Regions from separate parts of the Mus musculus genome. Here regions 2 and 3 are each linked to region 1. Evidence: chromatin contacts called from public HiChIP or PLAC-seq data. All regions are on one chromosome and are shown on one strand. The core of a region is the stretch at or near the end of the contact, and the rest is flanking DNA. Distances in the headings are between cores, read along the strand shown. Region 1 overlaps Armc9 (armadillo repeat containing 9). Region 2 holds the start of Psmd1 (proteasome (prosome, macropain) 26S subunit, non-ATPase, 1). Region 3 holds the start of B3gnt7 (UDP-GlcNAc:betaGal beta-1,3-N-acetylglucosaminyltransferase 7).

Evidence for each region. HiChIP or PLAC-seq counts read pairs in DNA pulled down with a chosen protein or histone mark.
Region 2: an H3K4me3 HiChIP or PLAC-seq map of bone marrow-derived macrophages shows a contact between it and region 1, with 3 times the contacts expected there. The contact joins the promoter of Psmd1 here to the enhancer-like site in region 1. A contact is called at or near these places in 2 of 39 promoter capture datasets (the HPC-7 cell line and embryonic stem cells), 1 of 484 Hi-C or Micro-C datasets (nephron progenitors), 7 of 115 datasets of contacts at active chromatin or transcription factors (bone marrow-derived macrophages and embryonic stem cells) and 3 of 9 other capture datasets (adipose tissue, liver and pancreatic islet).
Region 3: a contact with region 1 is called in an H3K27ac HiChIP or PLAC-seq map of embryonic stem cells, with 54 read pairs. The contact joins the promoter of B3gnt7 here to the enhancer-like site in region 1. A contact is called at or near these places in 9 of 39 promoter capture datasets (the C10 cell line, Sertoli cells, cranial neural crest and 6 more), 7 of 15 datasets of contacts at CTCF or cohesin (CD8 T cells, the G1E-ER4 cell line, embryonic stem cells and 2 more), 54 of 484 Hi-C or Micro-C datasets (B cells, the Ba/F3 cell line, the CH12 cell line and 27 more), 40 of 115 datasets of contacts at active chromatin or transcription factors (the 230-238 cell line, the HPC-7 cell line, T-cell acute lymphoblastic leukemia and 19 more) and 5 of 9 other capture datasets (adipose tissue, embryonic stem cells, liver and 2 more).

What each region holds. Positions count from the first base shown.
Region 1 is chr1:86,187,827-86,190,634 of GRCm38.p6, forward strand. Armc9 (armadillo repeat containing 9) reads left to right here. Exons shown (of 25, transcript NM_030184.2): 11 at 1,051-1,162. Among named protein-coding and RNA genes, the nearest start is that of Armc9, 34 kb to the left of the region's middle. Within about 2 kb of position 1,400, at least 36 of the 459 cell types and tissues checked have an H3K27ac peak or open chromatin away from gene starts, as enhancers often do. A contact at or near this core is called in T-cell acute lymphoblastic leukemia, bone marrow-derived macrophages, embryonic stem cells and 3 more, where this site is marked.
Region 2 is chr1:86,063,198-86,066,005 of GRCm38.p6, forward strand. Psmd1 (proteasome (prosome, macropain) 26S subunit, non-ATPase, 1) reads left to right here and starts at 1,422. Exons shown (of 25, transcript NM_027357.2): 1 at 1,422-1,608. The coding sequence starts at 1,593.
Region 3 is chr1:86,301,872-86,304,679 of GRCm38.p6, forward strand. It overlaps B3gnt7 (UDP-GlcNAc:betaGal beta-1,3-N-acetylglucosaminyltransferase 7), which reads left to right and starts at 1,350. Exons shown (of 2, transcript NM_145222.2): 1 at 1,350-1,683. The coding sequence starts at 1,673. It overlaps Gm28626 (predicted gene 28626), which reads right to left and starts at 2,189. Exons shown (of 2, transcript NR_151592.1): 1 at 2,093-2,189; 2 at 1,192-1,747.

The DNA of each region.
Region 1 (2,808 bases), core at 150-2,649:
CTTGATCAGCCATGCAAAGATATTTTTATTGTTAAACAAAAGCTGTTGGGGGGGGGTGTAAAACAAGTTCCTCATCCCAGAGTCCCTAATCTAATCTGTTTTTCCTGAAGGAAAACCTCGGGCCTCTGCAACTTTAGTCCCATTGTGTAGTGTTTGCAGTGCGTAACAATAGAAGACCTTCCAGGTGTGCCAGGAGTGTCCCCTGACCAAGGTCATGCAAAGACTGAAAAGCTCCTTCAGAACAATAAGTCCATAGACAACAGAAAACAATCACTGATTTCTACAATGATTTCTTCAAGGTCAAGGCACTTCCAGAAAACTACTGTCACTGATGTCTACCCTAGTCACTGATGTCTACCCTGGAGACAGTGAAAAGCAACTGTTTCCTTCTGAGGTTTACCCTAGAGTGATTCTACTAGCATTCCTATGACAGGGTTCCCAGAAATTGGAGTTACAGATGGTTGTGAGCCACCATATTAGTGCTAGGAATGGAACCTTTATCCTCTGTAAGAGCAGCAAGTACCCTTAACTGCTGAGCCATGTCTCCAGCCCTCCACGAGACTTCCCAGTGTTAATATTTTACACAAGCCCTATGCAGTTAGCAAACTCAAAAAGTCAGCATGGGTTTAGGGAGTTGGACTTACGTGACTGACACAGCCTATAATCACTGTACTTGGGAGGCTGAGGTGGGAGGGTCAGCCTGGGCCACACAGTGAGACTCTGTTTGAACACAGAAACTAAAACAAAACCTAGTATGTAATTTTTTTCTTATTATGTAAGTAATTCATGCTTATTACAGAAAATTTGCATACCACTGAAATCTAAGAAGAATTAAATTTAGCTACATAAAATCCATCCAGCATTACAGGCAGGGCTGATCTGGCTGACACTGGAATTCTGGGAGCTGAGTTGGGTGGCAGTTGGGCCACTTCAGGATCCTTTGGTCTAAGCAGGTGTCCTGACTGATTGATGCTCAGGAGATGTAATGGCATGCCCGCCCTTTGCCCCTTTCTTCTCTTTGAACTTGCTGCGGTGCTGGGTGCTTCGCAGGAAGCTGAAGGATGTCCCGCTACTGCCCTCCCTGGATTATGAGAAGCTGAAGAAGGATTTGATCTGGGGGAGTGACCGCTTGAAAGCCTTCTTGTTGCAGGCTCTGCGCTGGGTAGGTACCTTCCCCTTGAAGTTAAAAACAAAAAGCAGAGAGGCCAAGCCAACACTGCTTTTCTTGATTGGCGACCTGGTAACTTGGCTGGAATCACGTAACCCCTGTACTAAAAATCCCTTCCTGCTACCTGCCAACACCAAGACCTGAGGTCAAAAGCTGCTCACTGGCTCCAGCCAGGTGTGGGAGCACCAGCCTTTTACTCCAGTTTACAGAAGGCAGGGGGAGCTAGAGGTCTGTAAATTCAGGACCAGCCTGCTCTACACAGCAGGAGCTAGACCAGCCAAGGCTACATCGTAAGGCCCTTCCCCCAACCCCAGCAAGAAAATCAGCTCCTGAAACAGGCCTTAGTCTTACTGTGACACATTCTATATTGTTGTCAACTGACGTCACCTGTCACCTTCATGTGTGATGTGGCAGCCACCCCTGCCTGGTCACATGCTGTATTCAACTTGGGGCCTGCATTTTAGTTAGAGTATGTAGGCAGGCCCAGCCAATCACGACTCCAGAGAGCCCTGGGAACAGATACTGATCAGTAGCCACACTGGGTAGGCCTCAGGACAAACACAAGTCTCATCTGGGTTCCCATGCCTCCTCAGTCTGGGTTGACCGGTTGCAGCCTGGGTCAGTTTTCAAGCATTCCAGACCCCTCTGCATTTTCAAGTTATATGCCCAGAGTTCTCTGAACTACACTTTGAGAATCTTTCACCAAACAATCCTTTCAAACTCACCCCAGAGTACTGTCAGGCTCCTTGGTGGATCCCCATAGTTCAGAGAACCCTGGGGCCAGAATTCTTCAAGTAGCCTCACTACCCTTGAGTAGAAATAGTCCTCAGCGGTGCTTAGCATCCTAACCTGGCCTCATTGGGAACTACGAGGGATACTGGGGACCCAAGGGAACCCTGCGGTCTCTGCTTTGGTTTGTAAGGGCCTGTTGACCAGGTGGGTGGGCAGGGAGAGTGATCAACCAGGACTGCCCACCCTGGTCTGCTCATGTTACCACACTCACCCTGCTTGGCCACCCAGCTGGGATGCAGTCCATTCACTCCCTGGGCTTCTTGCTGAGAAAGGGCTTCCCTTAGAGGAGAAAACTTTAATAATCAGATAATCAGAAAAGGATTGCTTTGCCTTTGTTTCTCTCCAGTTCCCATGCACCCTCATGGCTCCATAGTAATTTCCCCAAGTGACATTTTAAGTAGTCCTTTAGCAGCCCCATCTTCTGTGGTGATCAGGTCAGTTAATAGTTCTTCCCTCCCTCTGAAGGCCTTTCCTTCTTCCTGTCTGTGGTGTCTATTGGCTGTGGCCTGGCTTTTGCCCATGCTGCAAACCAGGATGTGTCAAGCACACCACATTGTCCTCAGGCAGAAGCCGATTCTGAACCACAAGGTGTTTATTTTCCTGGAAAAGCAATCACATTTGCTCTTGTCAGGTACACAGCTTTCTCCTGTCCTAACACAGACTGCCATGTGCAGCGTGGGCAAGGGCCAGGTCAGAGCCAGGAGACACAAAGACAGGAGGAAGGAGAGGCCTTCAGAGGGAAGGAGGAGCTGCTAGCTGACCAGATCACCACTGAAGAGGGATTGCTAAAGGACTGTGCCAAAAATGTCGCATGGAGGATTGCTGTGGAGCCACATACTTCCCTCCAA
Region 2 (2,808 bases), core at 172-2,671, 120 kb before region 1:
TATGATAGACTAGTTCATTCATTATCATAATAAAGTACTGTGAAGTTTTTGTATTTTAGAGACAGGCTTTCTATTTTTAAAGAGGTATTTATTACTTATTTGTGTGTGTCTATGTGCCCATGAGTATAGGTACCTGTGGAGGCCAAAAGAGAGCATCAAACCCCCTGGAGCTGGAGTTACAAGTAGTTGTGAGCTACTCGATGTGGGTGCTCAGAATTGTACTTGGGTTCTCTGGAAGCTTAACCACTAAAGGCAACTCTCCGAACTGCCACCAACCCAGCCTTTTTAAGACAGGGTCTCACAATTGACTCCTCCTTCACTAGAATTCACTATGGAGATGAGGCTGGCCTGGAACTCACAGAGATCTGCCTACCATTGCCTCCCAAGGGGTGTACCACCATGTTTGACACCTGGACAGTCTATTTTTGTGTATGTTCATATTTGGGGGGAGGGGGGCCTTCGCTGGATGAGGCTGTACGAAAGACACAGGCATGGAGGCAAGTTTGTGTCAAACATATACACATGTATATGTATATACACATATATACACATATACGCAAGTAGGCCGGAGGTTGACATTGGGTGTCTTCCTCAATTGCTCTCCCACTCTTCCTTCCCTACCCCCACACTCCTCAAGGTCTTACTTTGTAGCTCTGGCTGTCCTGGAACCCACTTGTAGGCCAGGCTGGCCTTAAATCCACAGAGATCTTCCTGCCTTTTCCTCTGCTTCTTGAGTGCTGTGATTAAGGTGTGAACCACAACACCCAGCCACTTTATTTTTTGGAAACAAGAGTCTCTTACTAGACCAGGAGCTCACCAACCGGCTACACAGGCCGGCCAGCAAGCCCCAGATATCCACCTGCCTTCACCTCCCCCAGCACTGGGTTTACACCGGCCACTGGGAATCCTAACTCAACTTCAGGTCTTCATGCTTTTATGGCAACCACTTAAGCGACCAAGTCGCCTTTCCAGCATTATCCCACCACCACCTTCCCCTACTTTGATAGCAGATCTTTTATAGCCCAGGCTGGCCTCGAATTCAAGATCCTTCTGCCTCAGTCGCTTTTCTAAGAAAATACTTCCCTGTAGTCTTGGGTTGGTGGGCATTATTGCAGTGAGACCTCCATAGCCTTAGGTGGCGCTGCGAGCAATGCTTATACCTCCCCTAACACTCATTCTCTTAGCAATGGCGGGTGATGAGTGGGCCTCTCTTTGCAAGGGTGTCTATTTTGAAGCCTGATTGCAACTAGAAATGAATGTCCGTTCGCAGCCGGCCAGATCTCTGACTTCACGGAGAGTTATAAAAAACAACGACATGTTTTTTTACCTTGTTGCATGATCTCGAGAGGCGGAAGCTGCATAAAAGACACAGCGTGGCGGTGAATTTGAGCCAAGCCTCAGGCGGAGATGCGGGCAGCCCTAGGGCGGGCGGGGTCCTCGGCTAGAAGCGAGCCGGCGGCCTGTGGAGGGGACTGACTGAGCAGCGCACCCGGGACCCTGGAGGTGCGGTAGAGCAAGCGGGCCCTGAGCTGACAGATCCAGGGCTTGGCCAGGACTGTGGACGAGTGGATCGGCGAGTGCAGGGCGCAGCCATGATCACTTCAGCCGGTGAGTGCTGCCGGGAGCAGGCGCCCCAGTGAGGAGCCGCCGCCGCGCCGGCGTTTAGCTGAGTCAGGGCGGGTGACTGGGCACCTCCGGGTCGAGCGCCGGCCTGCGAGGCCCCTCTGCCCGAGGCCCACCTCGGGGATCGAGGGCTGGGAAACTGGCCAGGTCACTGCAGGCCCCTGGGGTTCGTAGGAATAGGACCAGGTAGCCACCCGGCCGTCCCTCTCCAGCCACACCCCCGTTCCAGGACCAGACCGGGCTCCTAGGCGGTCGCTGGACCTTTATTCTCTGTCCGCTTCTTGGTCGAGTGACCCCCCAATCCTTCCCCGCAGGTGTTTCGGTTTGGGATGGGCCCCGGTGTCATCGTAAGCATCTTATAGCAGGTCCTGGCCTGGCAGCCTAACTGCTACACTAAGTGCTTCTGGCTTGTGCATGAGATATCTTCTCCTGGAAGTCCGAAATTAGGTTTGAGGTGGCTGGGTTTTTGGTGCTACCGTATTCACCTAAGAACCTCGTTCAGTGAAGGCAGCATTGACTGGAGAGCCACCTTACTGTGTGTGTTTAGATCCTCAGGACTGCAAAGCAGGTTTCGCACACTTGTATGGTAGATACTTGTAATGGCTTTTGAAATGGGAAGGTGTGGAGGGAGATGAACTTCTACATGGAGATTTTTCAAGCCCACTACAGACTTGAACTGCGTATAGCTGTTCCCAGTCTCGATGCTTTCTCAGCCCTGGCTGCTTGCGTACCCTTGCTTGGTTGTTATTCCTATTCTGTACTTGTTCTACAAGTATTTGATTTTGAACAAACGGGTTCTCAGTAGACAGTATGCTGTACGGTGGGGAGGGTCTCACTGTGTAGCTCTAGCTGTCCTCGAACTCACTGTGTAGACCAAGCTGACCTCAAACTCACAGAGATCTCCTGCCCCTGCTTCCTAAATACTAGGATTAAAAATGTGTAGTGTACTACTACACTCTGTGCTGGTTATTTTTAAACACGTGAAGAAGTGTTTGGACTTGAAGTTAGACTTTTGTCCTGATAGAGACAGATGATTGCAATGAATTTTAGTTCCCATCAAAAGAAGCATTTTCTTTTCTTTTTTCCAATTAGCTCTGGAGGAAAATACTAGATTTTTTGCCACTTGTAAGAATAGGCTTAGGCCCCGCCATTACCACTGGTCTTCAAAGTGGTGGCTTCACTGAT
Region 3 (2,808 bases), core at 100-2,599, 110 kb after region 1:
AAGACTGAGGACCGGTGTGACCTGGGACTAGTGGGACTGCAGTGACTCCTAGGGGCAGGCAGCCAGGCCTGTGAGACTTACACTTCAGGCCAGGGCTTCTTGAGGACTTAAAAGGGGCATTGTCCCAGGATTCTCCTCTGAATTTTTCATCTGAAGGCCCTTCATCATTTCCGACTGGAGCTTACAAATTCCAGAAAATTCCACTATTTGTTTAAGCACACACCCGAGCCTAAGGATCGCTAAGGGAAGGACAAAAGTAATCTTCACCCTTAGGACTCCCTGGGACTTTCTGTCTCCCTGTATTCCCTGGGAGAGGAACAGCATTGCAGAAAGGTATTGAGTTCCCCAGTCCTACTATCTGATAGAAATGCCTGAGCCGGGACTCAGGGACCACCTCCTGAGCCAGGCAGACCTCCTGGGTTTGAATAGTAAGGTTGTGACTTCATCTAAGGGTGTGTGTCCCTGACTCTAACTCCTGGTAAGATAGGAACAAACCATAGCACACGTCTCCAGAACCAAGTGAGCCACTGATGCCGGGGACCTAGAACCAGGCTTGACAGATAGGAAGTGCTGGAATGTAAAAAGTCCTGTGGGTATTTCTGAAGCGACCCCAGACCCCCAGACATCTGGATGACAGAAGGACCAGTAAGCAGCCTTATCTACCAGAAATGTTCCCAAGTCACCCAGAGGAGGCATCAAGGTGTCCCCTCCCTCCCTGTACTGTGATTGTGGTGTGTAGCCCACTCCCAAGAGAAAATGGTGCTCACACCGCAGAATAATAAAAACCTGGAGACAAAAAAAAAAAAAAAGTGGGGGTGCGGTTAAGTGAAGGATTTGTTGGCAATACAAGAAGGAGGTTTTTGTTTGTTTTGAGACAAGAGTCTCATTAGGGAGACCTTGCTGGCCGGGAACTCACCATGTAGACCAGGCTGGCCTTAAACTCGCAGAAATCCACCAACTGGGATTAAAAGCACATGCGAACACGCTAGCAAAAGAATGGACTTTTTGCAGAGGATAATAAGCCTTCTCACTGGGGGGTGGTAATGCAGAAAGAGTGGGAAACCCAGAGCTGGATTGACCTGAGCTGGCTGGGGGTCTAACACAGGCAACCCAGCATCATCTTCTCTTGAGATCGCCGCCCAGGCCTAAGCGAGCCCGGGAAGAAGAAAAGTAGACAGGGCAGAGATAAGGTAACTTTAGGGAAACAGCCTTTATCCACCTCCCTCCACTCTACACACCCAGGGCTACTCCAGAAGGAAGCAACCAGGCCGCTAGGCGCCGGGTGGGCGTGGAGGTGGGCGGTGTCCGACGTCCCCACGTGTCCCGAAGGAGGCGAGGCGGGCGACCCCGTGAAGGCCCAGCAGCGGGGAAGTCGCCGCCTCAGGATGTTGGCGATCTTCAAGGTCTCTGAGATTCTGGCTCTTCCCTTCGCGTTCCCGTGGGGCGTGCCTCTGAGGTGGCCAGGGCTGAACGGAGTTGCTGTCCCCACAGTGAGCCGGGGCACAAAGGGTTAACCTACCTGGGCCACCGCCCCTGAGGCCCCTCCTCCAGCCGCAGGGAAAAAAAGAAAGTCTCAGCGGGGGTGCGGCTCGGCCTCGTCCCGCTGTCCCCAGCCGCGGCGCTCAGAGCTGTGATCCGTGCGCCCCGCTCAGCTGCCCTGGACCGGGCCGCCATGTCTCTGTGGTGAGTCGGGGTCCCGGTGGGGCGCAGAGTACCTCCGAGCTTCACCTCCTCCCGGGGCCGCAGACTGCAAGGGATGCACGCTAGGTGTCCTGAGGCCGACCCCAGTTTCCCCGGGCAGCGAGGGTGGCGGGAGATGCGGAGCAGGGCGCGCCGCCGGAGCGGCAGATGGGATGTGGGAGATGCGAGGCGCACGCTTGGCTCTGCGGCCACGACTCCGGCAGCCTGTATGCAACGTCTCTCTAGCCTTGGGGTTTCACTAGCAGACACACACACACCCGACCCCTCCGGTCCCTCTTCCCTCCTGTGGCCTCTTCTCCGGACCGCCTCGACCCTTCTCCTTCCCCGGCTTTGCTCTTACTAATGGAGTGGATTGGTATGTGCGAGCCAGGGCCCTGAGGCTGGTTCTTACCCGGACTCCGGAGCTACGACGTGGAGCTTCTTTAGAACCCTGAGGACTGGAGTACTGGGTTCAGAATTCTCTTACTTCCATTCCCAGCAGCGCGCCTCCAGTCATTTCTGTCTTTCTCCATCCAACCTGGTAACCAGGAAGTCATGGGGCTCTTGAGGAAAGCTCGATGAATGTGGGTAGGAGGACTTAACATTCACTCACCCTGCGCCTCCGCAGGCTTAAAACCTGGCGTTATCTACTACGTGCTTCGTGGGCCCCTGGCTCTTGTACCTCCCAGACTTGGAGGTGAGAACCATCTCTCTGCTGGCCCAGTCCTGGAAAGTCATGAGTCTCCCAGTGTGAGCTAAGGAGGGAAGGTTCTTGGGGAAGGGGGCACAGGCAGGATCATTCCTGAGAAGAGCTAGGATTTCTGCCTCTGAAAAGGGTGTGCTGGGCTTACTTGACCAGGTAGGGGCCCCGGAAAGTGGGTTTTCGTCCCCAGGACTGAAGGGCTAGGCACCTCATTGCTTTGTGTAGAATATAAAGGTAAGGATAAGGAGTCGTGATGGGATCTGTCCACTTCCCTTCGAGACTTCCCAATTAGAGCAAGAAAGGCTCGCTTCTGTTGAGTCAGTGGGGGCTGCTAACCCACTCCCCACTGCAGCCCACAAGGAGACTCCCCAAAAGCTGCAACAAGGATACTGTCTTTTTCCCTTAGAGTGACTGGTTCAAAGTGA